Linked DNA regions of Sus scrofa: region 1 is linked to region 2. A link is a contact called in public Hi-C data. All regions are on one chromosome and are shown on one strand. Each heading gives the region's core, a stretch centred on a gene start, on an enhancer-like site or on the middle of the called end of the contact. The rest is flanking DNA. Distances are from core to core; before and after follow the strand shown.

Region 1 (5,012 bases), core at 1,502-4,001, 400 kb before region 2:
TGCAGTGCACATCATTGTGTGTGTGTGTGTGTGTGTGTGTGTGTGTGTGTGTACATATATGTATATTTTGGCCACTCCTGTGGCATGTGGAATTTCCCAGGCCAGGGATCAAACCCAAGCCACAGCAGTGACAATGCCAGATCCTTAAGCTACTGAGCCACTAGGCAACTTCTTGTGTATATTTTTAAACACAAGCACTTCACATGGCTATTCTACCTACCTACCTGCAAGAAAACCATCTTGCAGATTATACCATAAAATCGAAATACATTTAACCCAATCTCCCACATGTTCTACATCTAATAATTATAAAATGATTATAATTATAAAATATTCTAATACCTCAAGTACCCTTTTTTGCATTATCAAGAAAAGATTGCAAGTCTTTTTTTTTTCTTTTTCCTTTTACGATGTACCTGTGGTATATGGAAGTTTCTAGGGATGGGGTCAAATCAGAGCTGCAGCTGCCAGCTTACACCACAGCCACAGCAGCACCAGATCCAAGCAGCATCTGCAAACTACACGGCAGCTTGCAGCAACACCGGATCCTAAATCCGCTGAGCGAGGCCAGGGATTGCACCCGCATACTCACAGACACTATGTCGGGTTCTCACTCCCCTGGGCCACAGTGAACTCCAAGATATCAAGTTTTCTTCCTGGTGAAACCATGGTGAGTTTAGAAGAAAAAAAAAAAAAAAAAGGCAAATCCTTAAGAAAAAAAGTGGAGGAATTTTACAGACCCTGGGATTAAGTTCCTGAGTTTGCCCAAAAGATGTTTTGAAAGGCAAGAAAGAAGCTTACCTATGAAAAAGCTAATCATGTCATAGGGAATATAGGCAGATAGAACTGAGATTCAGATGACAAGGATAACAAGAAAAGTGGGCAAGTTTGGTGTACCTGAGGGACCCAAATGGGCATTCCTCATCAGGATCACAGATATCAATGGTGTGAGCCCAGAGATCTGAAAGGTGTTGCATGTTCTTTGTTTTCACCAAATCTTCAACTGCACCCTTGTTAAGCTCAAGGAAGCTTCAGTTAACACTTGAGGATTATGGAACCACATACTGCATGGAAGGTACCCACACCTGAAGTCAGAAGATGAGTGGATCTCCAAGCCAGAAGATAAATGAATCTCCAGTCGTGGTTATGGCAAATCAACAAGAAGGAAACTGCCCTGACAGATAACACTTGGACTGCTCCATCTCTTGGTAAATAAGCCATCATGCAGGATCTTACCTTTTTTTTTTTTTTTTCCTCTTTTCTTTCTTTCTCCCCCTCCCTCCCCCTTTTTTTTTGTTTTTGTTTTTTTTAGGCCCACATATGTGGCATATGGAAGTTCCCAGGCTAGGGGTTGAATCAGAGCTGCAGCTGCTGGCCTACACCACCGCCACAGCAACATGGGATTGCAGATGTGATAAATTCATTTGAGTAATAAGAAAAATGAAAAAAACAAAAACAACAACAACAAAAAAACCCATGGGATTGCAGCCACATTTGTGACCTACGCCTAAGCTTAGGATGGATCCTTAACCCACTGAGCAAGGCCAGGGATTGAATCCGCATCCTCACAGACACTATGTTAGGTTCTTAATTCACTAAGCCACAATAGTAACTCCTGGAGGATCTTATTCATGAAATCCGTACTGTTGGAAAATGCTTCAAAGAAGCAAACAACATCCTGTGGCCCTTCAAACTATCTTCTCCTGAAGGGCCCAGATAAATAGATCTAACAGGCTTATTAAATGGATGAACTGAGTTGTCTATGTGATTATTTTTGTAATCTGGGTCAGTAAATAAAGTGACTTCAAATTGTGAAAAAAACAAACACAAAATTCATTCTTCAGAGATTTGGCCTCAGCTTCCTTTTAAGAACATTGTGCTTTAACGGAAAAAAAATCTCTAACAAGATCCTTAGTAGGATCTACAGTCCTGCTCTGTCTCAGGCCCAGAAAACTGAAGATGTGCTAAAAGTTAGTTACAAAATCTGTGGTGTGTTTGAAAATTTTCCATTGCACCATCTTTTTCTCACTCACTGCTGTTAAGTGTGATTGTGCCCTTTTTGTCTTATCTTGCTTTTGGAAACATCACAAATTGAAAGTTGAAGTAACGCTGGATTATAGTATTCTGGGCTATATTTTGACGTTGGGTGATAAGGCGGCCTCAGACTGCTGGGCCCAGAGCAATGACTCTGCAGGAACGGTGGCGCCTGGTGTACAGCGACTCCAGGACAGGCCAAGGGAGCCGTGACTGATTCCATCATATCTGCGCACTCGCTGCACTGGAAACCAGGTCCTTCCCGATGGCTCAATGGACCTCCCACCCATCCTGCCAGCTTCCATTTGCTCTCTCATCGAAGGGAATGAGATGCCAGACCCCGAGGCCCGGGTCCAGGCACCTGAACGGTCGAAACCATAGAAATTAGGATGCAGTGCCGGGCAGCGCGCCCACTAAGGCACCAGAACAACCAGCGCGGGAACGCCTGCCTGGCCAGTCCCGCCCCACGACGCGCGCGCGCGCGCGCGCGCCCCCGCCGATCCCGATGCCGCCGTACACCGCCTCCTTCCATACTGCCCAACCAACAGCCACTTCCTGCCTCACTCCTAACCAATCCCCACACTCCACGAAGAATAGCCCTAGGGGGCGTATGGGAAGGTGCATAGAGCGATGGCCACAATAACCAATTGAATTCAGGATCTTGCGCGAGAGGGCGGGACTTGGCGCTGGTGGTAGCTACTGAGGAGACAGGGGCGGACGCAGGGCCGGGCTTCGTGCGGTGGGGCTCGCTCGCGCGGCGGCTGCAGGAGTCGAGGCCTCTTGGTTCTGCGGCACGTGACGGTCAGGCTCCCTCAGCCGCTGTCTCCACTGCAGCGTGGGGCCAGGTGTGCGGGCGGGAGGAGGCGCGGGCACCACCGGCGGTCCTCCTGAGGCTTGAGGTGAGACAGGGGCCTGCCCGTGTCTTCGGGCCTGTGAGGACCCTCGGGGGCCTGGGTGCGCGGCCTGGCGGCGGAGGTCTCGAGAAGCCGGGCGTGGCCGGGGCTGAGGGGTCCGGCTGAGTTTCGATGGCTCAGGCCCTGGTGGACCCGCCAGACGGGATGGGTTAGGCCTGAACCTGGGCCGCTTGAGTTGCGGAGCCAGGCCCAGGCCGCGCCGCCGGGGTTGGGAGGCGTGGCAGGTGTCCTAGAGCCTTTCTTGACCTCTGGGAAAGCTAACTTCTCTTCATGGTTCTGCTTCTAGGGCTTTCTTATACCTATTGCTGACTGCCTGGGAAGCTGTGAGGTGGGGTAGAGTAACCGGGTAAAGGTCTGGAATAGGATCGGGCCTTGTTGGTACTCTTAGTAGTGGGGAAAGGTGATAATAGGACAGAGAGAGGATATTTAGAATTAGCATTACAGATCTAAAATTTGAAAATTAAAACCGCAAAGTGAAGACTGGACTGTAGCAGCCTGAAGAGTATGGAGAATGTGCTAGAACACGCACTGGTTAAAAAACTTAAGTCCTAACATTTACATCTATTTGGAGATTGGGGGAGTAAGTAATCTCGTCGTAAATTCAGTGGGCTTTTAAAAGCAGGAAAGCACCCAAAAGCTCTCCGTGGGCAGGTCGTTTTATAGTGAAGGAAACTGAGGCCCAGAGCTCAGAAATGATCGGCCCAAGGTCATGCGATTAGTTTTATGATCACGTTGGAATTACAGTTGAAAGCTAGGCAGTTTGTGTGTAGTGGTTAAGACTAAGGCCCTTGTTCAGGTCCTTCATCAGCCATTTGTTGCTATGTGAACCTGGGCAGTTCACTTCGTTTCAGATAATGGATGTAATACCTGATAGAGTTGTTGTTACCATTAAGACGTGTGTAAGAAAGAGCAGGAAAGTTAGATGTACATTTTTAACTGCTTGATAAATGACTGCAGTAAATTATTATGGTGAATGCTGTTGATCCACTACACTAACATCCTAATTAGCTAAGTCCTATTTTCCAGGACCTGAAGTCACATTTATGGAAATAGGAGGAAGAAACTGGACCTAGTGGTTTGACTGCTGATTGAGGGAAGTTAAACTGAGCTGGATATTAATTAAAAGCTTGGGAGGAGAAAGGTGAACCACAGTTAGGTCTCTTTACCTCTAATTTAAGAAATAGAACCTTTTACTTAATTTCTTAATGGGTAGAATGGTGTGGGGAGGTTTTCGTTCTGTTTTGTTTTGTTTTAAGAGGGGAACCCCGTTGATCTTCAAGACTGTTGTGTACCTCACTCTTTTTTCAGTACTGTTGAAGGGTCACTGCTGAGTTGTATATTTGCTGTAGTTAGAGCAGAGGTAAAGCACTGTGTGGGAGTCCTCCTGTGCACCAGTCTGTGTGCACAAGCAAACAAGCCAGGAAACTGGATCATGAGGTGGCTACAGTGAGCTGTGTATTGGAGTAAATGTGTTGCACCGCAGATTTTCTGACCTATCCGATAATGGGTGTCAGCATCCCTTCCTACTTGACTATCTCTCCTTAACAGTTTCAGCTAACACATTATCTTCCAAAGAGTAAACGTTTTGACAGAAGTTGTTGCTGCAGTTTTGGCAATCCTGCTATTGCATCCTTTCAGTTACAGAGTTCACTTTGCCCTGAGAGATAGCTTAAGGGAACGAAGCGACAGTTGGTAAGCATAAATGCAGACTCAAGAGACTTGAATTCCAGGCCCAGCATGGTAACTAGCTTATGAGCTAAGTTGGTTTCTATGTCTTTAAAATTGGAGTGAGGAATCCTCTGACTACCTACCTTACCATTAGGGGGCTTTTTAGGAGGGACAAGTAAGATGGTGAACATGAAACTACTTTGTTTTTTTTTTGTTTGTTTTGTTTTTTGTCTTTTTGCTATTTCTTTGGGCCACTCCCTCGGCATATGGAGGTTCCCAGGCTAGGGGTCTAATCAGAGCTGTAGCCACTGGCCTACGCCAGAGCCACAGCAATGCGGGGCAACGCGGGATCTGAGCCGCGTCTGCAACCTACACCACAGCTCACGGCAACGCCGG
Region 2 (5,565 bases), core at 516-3,015:
CCAAAAACAAACCACAGATTTCAAAATACTGCACCGGGCTGGCTCTTGCTCCAGAACAGCTCGCCTCTCTCTCTTCCTCTTCCTCCCTTTCCACGTGATCCTCACAGATCTCCGCACCAGAAAATAGACTACCATTGTCAGTGCCATAATTTGGCAATGCTATGTGTCCCAACCACAGTGACTGGCACAGCAGAGGCAAGCAAATATTTACTGAATGAACCAAAGGCCAAAGTTGTTTCTGTGGGCAAGCTGGGACCCTAACTGCAGTATTTAACAAAGTGAAGAAATGCACCCTAAGCCCCTGATTATTGTTATAAAAATGAACTTTTAAAATGCGAATATAAACTGGGAACAGGCTAAGGGAAAGCCTCACCTGATCCTTTTCTTCTTCCTCAGCTAGACTGCCTCAAAGACAACAGCTTAGCACTTGAGCATTCAAATACAAATCTCAGAGGGGGCATGATGTTTTAACAGTTTAGAGTATAAAAACAAACACCATTACCTTATTTAGGGTGTCTAGTTTAGATCATCTTAACTTCAATAGCAGCTTAAAAAAAAAAAAAAAATCCCCTCTCAGCATTCTCAGGGTGAGAGTAGGGTGGAGAAGACAGCAGACATTTTCCACAAAGTTCACAGTGGGCTAAAAAACAAAATCATGCTCTACAGTGTGGGGAACGTCTCCTTTAAAACATGACCAGAAATTTATACAGATACATCTACTATACGAAATAATTAAACAGAGCCTGTGTTTATAGGTAGACATGAGTGTAAAGCAAATGGCTTCAAAGACAGCTCTTGAAAATTTTACCTATTTTTCCCCTTTGGTAGACTCCCGTGACCTGAAGACTTGGCTACAGGTTCCAGTTGGTATCGGATTCTTCACAACGTGAGATTTTTTTCAGGCGTCAAATTACAGTAAAGCTCCTGGGGCAGAATAAGAGCCAAAAGCAACAGGGAAGATGCCTATTTTCCTCCTCCACCCCTCCTTCCACTTGCCACTTAAGAAAAACAGCACGTTTTTACGTTAGAAAAGGGCCTGGTCCTTCGAGATTCAATGCGGTGTTTGATTTCGGGAACGAACCTACGGATTCTGAAATACAGGTTAAGACCTCATCCATCATGAACTAGTTTTGCGCTCTTCCACCGCCGCCTTTGTCTGAGCTGTCCCTGCAAACTCGCAGTTCAATGCCTTCCTGTAAACAAGCCACCTAAAACCAAAAGGAACGTTCTAAGTCTTTCTAAAAAGAAAAGAAGATCCCCAAAACGCGCCTGGGAGCCTAATCCCAGCACCGAGCAGGCCGGAGTGCACACGACTGGAACCTCGACCGGGGGGCAGCCGCGCCGAGCGGCGCGACGATCGAGGCCGGGGGTAGGGGCACCGCGCCCGCCGCCCCCGCTCCCAGGCTGCGGCTCCCGGGGGCGGGGGACCATCGCCGGCCGCTGCGCCACGGCTTCTCTCTCCCCTGCCAGGCACTCACCTCCATGGATGGGCAGCGGTGCCAGCACCTGACCGCGGACCTCGGCCTTAGGCGAGTCGAGCCCGTAGCGCCCGCGGTCGATGCGGAACGTGAGCGGGGAGCCGCGGCCGGGCTCCTGCACGGTCACATTGATGAGCGCCGTGTAGTATTCCTGGCTCGCGTTATCAGCCCGCGCCGGCCACAGGCTGCAGGTCAGCAGCGCGAGCGCGGCGAGCCGGGCCGGGCCCGCCCGCGCCGCACCGCTCATCGTCCCTCCCGCCGCCGCCGCTGCTCGCGGACCGGGCTCCCGGGCCGGCGCCGAGAGGCGGGGCGGGCGCGGCCGGCGCTGCGGCGGGAGCGCGCGCGCGCGGCCGGCGCAGGGCCGGGCACGAGCACGGCTCTCCTCGGTGCCGCGGCGCCGCTGCTCGCTGCCCTCACGTCCGCCACCCGCCCGCGGGAACGCGCCCATGGGCTCCTCAGCGAGGACGGCGGGTCAGGCCGCGCGCAGTCGTCTCCTCCGGGGTCCCTCCATTCCACAGGGCCGGTCCCGCTGAGTTGGGGCGCCACTCGGGGAAGCGACGGGAGTGGAAGACGCGCCTGAAAAAGGGTCTTCGTAGCACAAAGTCCTGTTCGCCCGGCTGCCGCCTCAGGCGCGCACTCGCCGCCGTCCCGCCCCCTGTCAGCCGAGTGGCAAGGCGCAGGCCTTGGGCGCAGGCCCGCCCCCTTGCGCATGCGTGCAAGCCCGTGTCCGCTCCCGCCCGCCCGCACGAGGGCCCTAACAGACCCGGCACCTAATAGCCCCACGACCAGCCATGTTCATGCGTCGGGCGAGATGCGCACAGAGTTTGGAACCAGGGGCCTTTTCCAAGGGCCTATGGAAAAGTATGAGACAAGAACACAAAAGAAAAAAAGCTAAAACTAAAAATTAATTTCTAAATTAAATATGGGATTCCACATTTCAACCAGTCAACTCAAAGTCTTATTTATCATCATTGGGCCCAGGGCGGGTTGGGGGGGGGGTTCTGTGCAAATAAGAGTATGGGGGTCTCTCTAGACCTGGATCTTTAAGAACATCTGAGGTACTTGCTCAGGCATCTGGAACCCTGGAATTCCCTTTCCAAACAGCCCTGGGTCACTTAGAGCCCCTGTGGTAGAGCTCTTCCCTAGTGGTGGTCTTCTTAATGTTCTCCTCCCACTTAGCATGCCCTGGCCTGCCCCTGCTTGAGAAGCTCATGCCCCTTACTCCCTTGTCCTTACAGGATGTGAGGTGCCCATGCCTGCTGGTATGAGAAATGGTTGCAGAGACCCACAGAACCAGTCTGTTAAGTCAGCTGGGTGCGAGGGGTGGGGGGAGCAGGTCCCTTTAAAGCTCTCTTGGCCTTTCTGAATTTGTCAAGGAGAAAGTTGGTTCTAAAATGGAGTAGTGGGGTTTTTTTGCCTTTAAAAAAAAAAAAATACATTCCCTTTCTTGTATTATCTTCCACCATGTTCTGTCCTAAGAAACTGGATATAGTTCCCAGTGCTATATAGTAGGACCTCATTGCTTATCCATTCTAAATGCGATAGTTTGCATCTATTAACTCCAAACTCCTAGTCCATCCTCCCACCTACCCCCATCTGCAAACACAAGTCTGTTCTCTAAGCACAGGACTTTATTTTATAATCTATGTGTGCCCTTTTATTGCTACACTGAACTGCCATTCCCTACCCCACAAGCAACCATTCTAATGTGCTTAAAAACATGCAGTGTTGGAGTTCCCGTCGTGGCGCAGTGGTTAACGAATCCGACTACGAACCATGAGGTTGCGGGTTCGGTCGCTGCCCTTGCTCAGTGGGCTGATGATCTGGCGTTGTCGTGAGCCCTGGTGTAGGTTGCAGACTAGGCTTGGATCTTGCATTGCTGTGGCTCTGGCATGGGCCGGTGGCTGCAGCTCTAATCAGACCCCTAGCTTGGGAACCTCCATATGCCACGGGAGTGGCCCAAAAAATGGCAAAAAGACGAAAAAAATGCAGTGTTGTTTATATGTACTTCTTAATTATGAAATAGTATTGGTTATAGCTATCATTGTTTTTTGTTCTTCACCCAGCACTATGTTGGGTTTGTTTTGTTGTTTTCTTCTATTTATATAATAAATTTTATTTTGAAATATATCTTACCTGTACTGAAATGCAAAAAACTTACATGTACAGCTCAACAGATGTCTAGTAAATGAAAATCCCTTTGTAACCACCATCTAGATCAAGATGGAGAACATTGCCAGCACCCCCAAAGCTTCCCTGGCCTTCTCAGTCATTACTACCCTACTAATCTGCTTCTGTTACCATAGATCAGTTTGCCTGTTTTGAAATTTATGGAAATAGAATCACACAACATGGATTCTTTGATGCCTAGTTTTTTTCCTAGCATTATGTTTGTGAAATTCTTTCCCTTTTTTTGCATTTATTGTAGTTGTTTGCTCTTTTTCTTGACTATATAGTATTCCACAAGTGATGTATCCATTTTCCTGTTGATAGGAATCTGTATTGACTTCTGTTTTGGGATTTTATGAACAGAGCTGTTACTAAAACTGTGTGTCTTTTGGTGTATATGAGTAGGCGTCTCTAAGAGTCTGGACTGTGGAATGGAATGGCTGCATCATAGGGTAGGCATGCACCTTTGGTGGATACTAGCACTGCCTTTTTTTTTTTTTTTTGTCTTTTTGCCATTTCTTGAGCTTCTCCTGCAGTATAGAGAGGTTCCCAGGCTAGGGGTCTAATCGGAGCTGTAGCTGCCAGCCTATGCCGGAGCCACAGCAACGCAGGATCCAAGCCTCGTCTGTGACCTACACCACAGCTCACAGCAATGCCGGATCGTTAACCCACTGAGCAAGGGCAGGGATCGAACCCGCAACCTCATGGTTCCTAGTCAGATTCGTTAACCACTGCGCCACGACGGGAACTCCACTAGCACTGTCTTTTTAAGCTGCCCTTCCCTCACCCCCATCCGAGCCTCTCTTTTCTGTTTCTCCCCTTGGGGGTTGTCCCTTGAAGGTCTTGGCCCAAGAGAGCTCCCCCTGCTGTTGCTGCTGATTATCACCCCATCCCTAAATTGTGGCCGTGGGTGAAATGATTGTAGAAACCCAGTCCAATTCCCATGGGACAGATCGTCCTGGAGAAGCTGCTCTCAGTGTGTTCCTTGTGGATCCTGAAGTCCTGGAGATGCTGCAGGTGAAGAGCCCTATAGAGACATCAAGACTCTATTAGACTACTAAAGTCTACAAGACTGTACTAGACACATTTCCGTATATGGCTGAGTATTTGTAAGTTCACATCAGATTTGCTGGCTCCTCTGGGTTACTTGGGCCAGCACATGGAAAGGGTATTTTAGGAAGTGCAAATAATATTTTTATTTTAATAATTATGTGTTCATTTTAACATTGACTTCTATTTTATAGCAAGTGATTTCACTTTCAATGATAGTAATGTCACCTGTCTTTAAAAACTGAGACATCTTAGAGAAAAGTATTTAATAAATGGTAGTCAGATGGAATATAGATGTGGCGAAATTATAAAAGTCGTTATTCAAAGGACCAAAGTGAGGGAAATGATAATAGAGAAAAGAGCGGGGGCTTCAGAGACAGAGGCCCAGGGCTGGGTTGAAATCAGGGCTACTGATTGTGAAATATTCAGGAATTTGGAGTTCCCCTGTGGCTCAGCTAATTAAGAACCCAACTAGGGTCTGTGAGGATCTGGGTTCAATCCCTGGCCTTGCTCAGTGGGTTAAGGATCTGGCATTGCCGCAAGCTGCGGTGTAGGTCACAGATGCGGCTTGGATCCTGTGTTGCTGTGGCTCCAATTCAACACCTGGCCTGGAAACTTCCATATGCCATAAGTGTGGCCATTAAAAAGAAAAAAAATCAGGGATTTTGCAACCATTTGTTACACAACTGATACCTTGAAATTAGCTGTGACTGTAGGATAATGTTTATACCACAGAAATTGGCAGACTGTATAAATCAAGGCGCCCTCCCTATTTCCTGTCTCCTCCCCACCCCCTTCCACTGCTTTTCTTATTTTTCAAAGAGTGGTTTATCAGAATTTCTCTGGTTCAAATCCCTGCTTGGCTACA

What was found. A called contact is a pair of places that touch in the nucleus more often than the background predicts.
Region 1: a contact with region 2 is called in a Hi-C map of liver, with 3 times the contacts expected there. The contact joins the promoter of CANX here to the promoter of RNF130 in region 2. A contact is called at or near these places in 1 of 5 promoter capture datasets (liver), 1 of 47 Hi-C or Micro-C datasets (liver) and 1 of 2 datasets of contacts at active chromatin or transcription factors (alveolar macrophages).

The regions. Positions count from the first base shown.
Region 1 is chr2:78,913,567-78,918,578 of Sscrofa11.1, reverse strand. It overlaps CANX (calnexin), which reads left to right and starts at 2,751. Exons shown (of 15, transcript NM_001243210.1): 1 at 2,751-2,933.
Region 2 is chr2:78,512,293-78,517,857 of Sscrofa11.1, reverse strand. It overlaps RNF130 (E3 ubiquitin-protein ligase RNF130), which reads right to left and starts at 1,765. Exons shown (of 9, transcript XM_021084320.1): 1 at 1,479-1,765. The coding sequence starts at 1,725.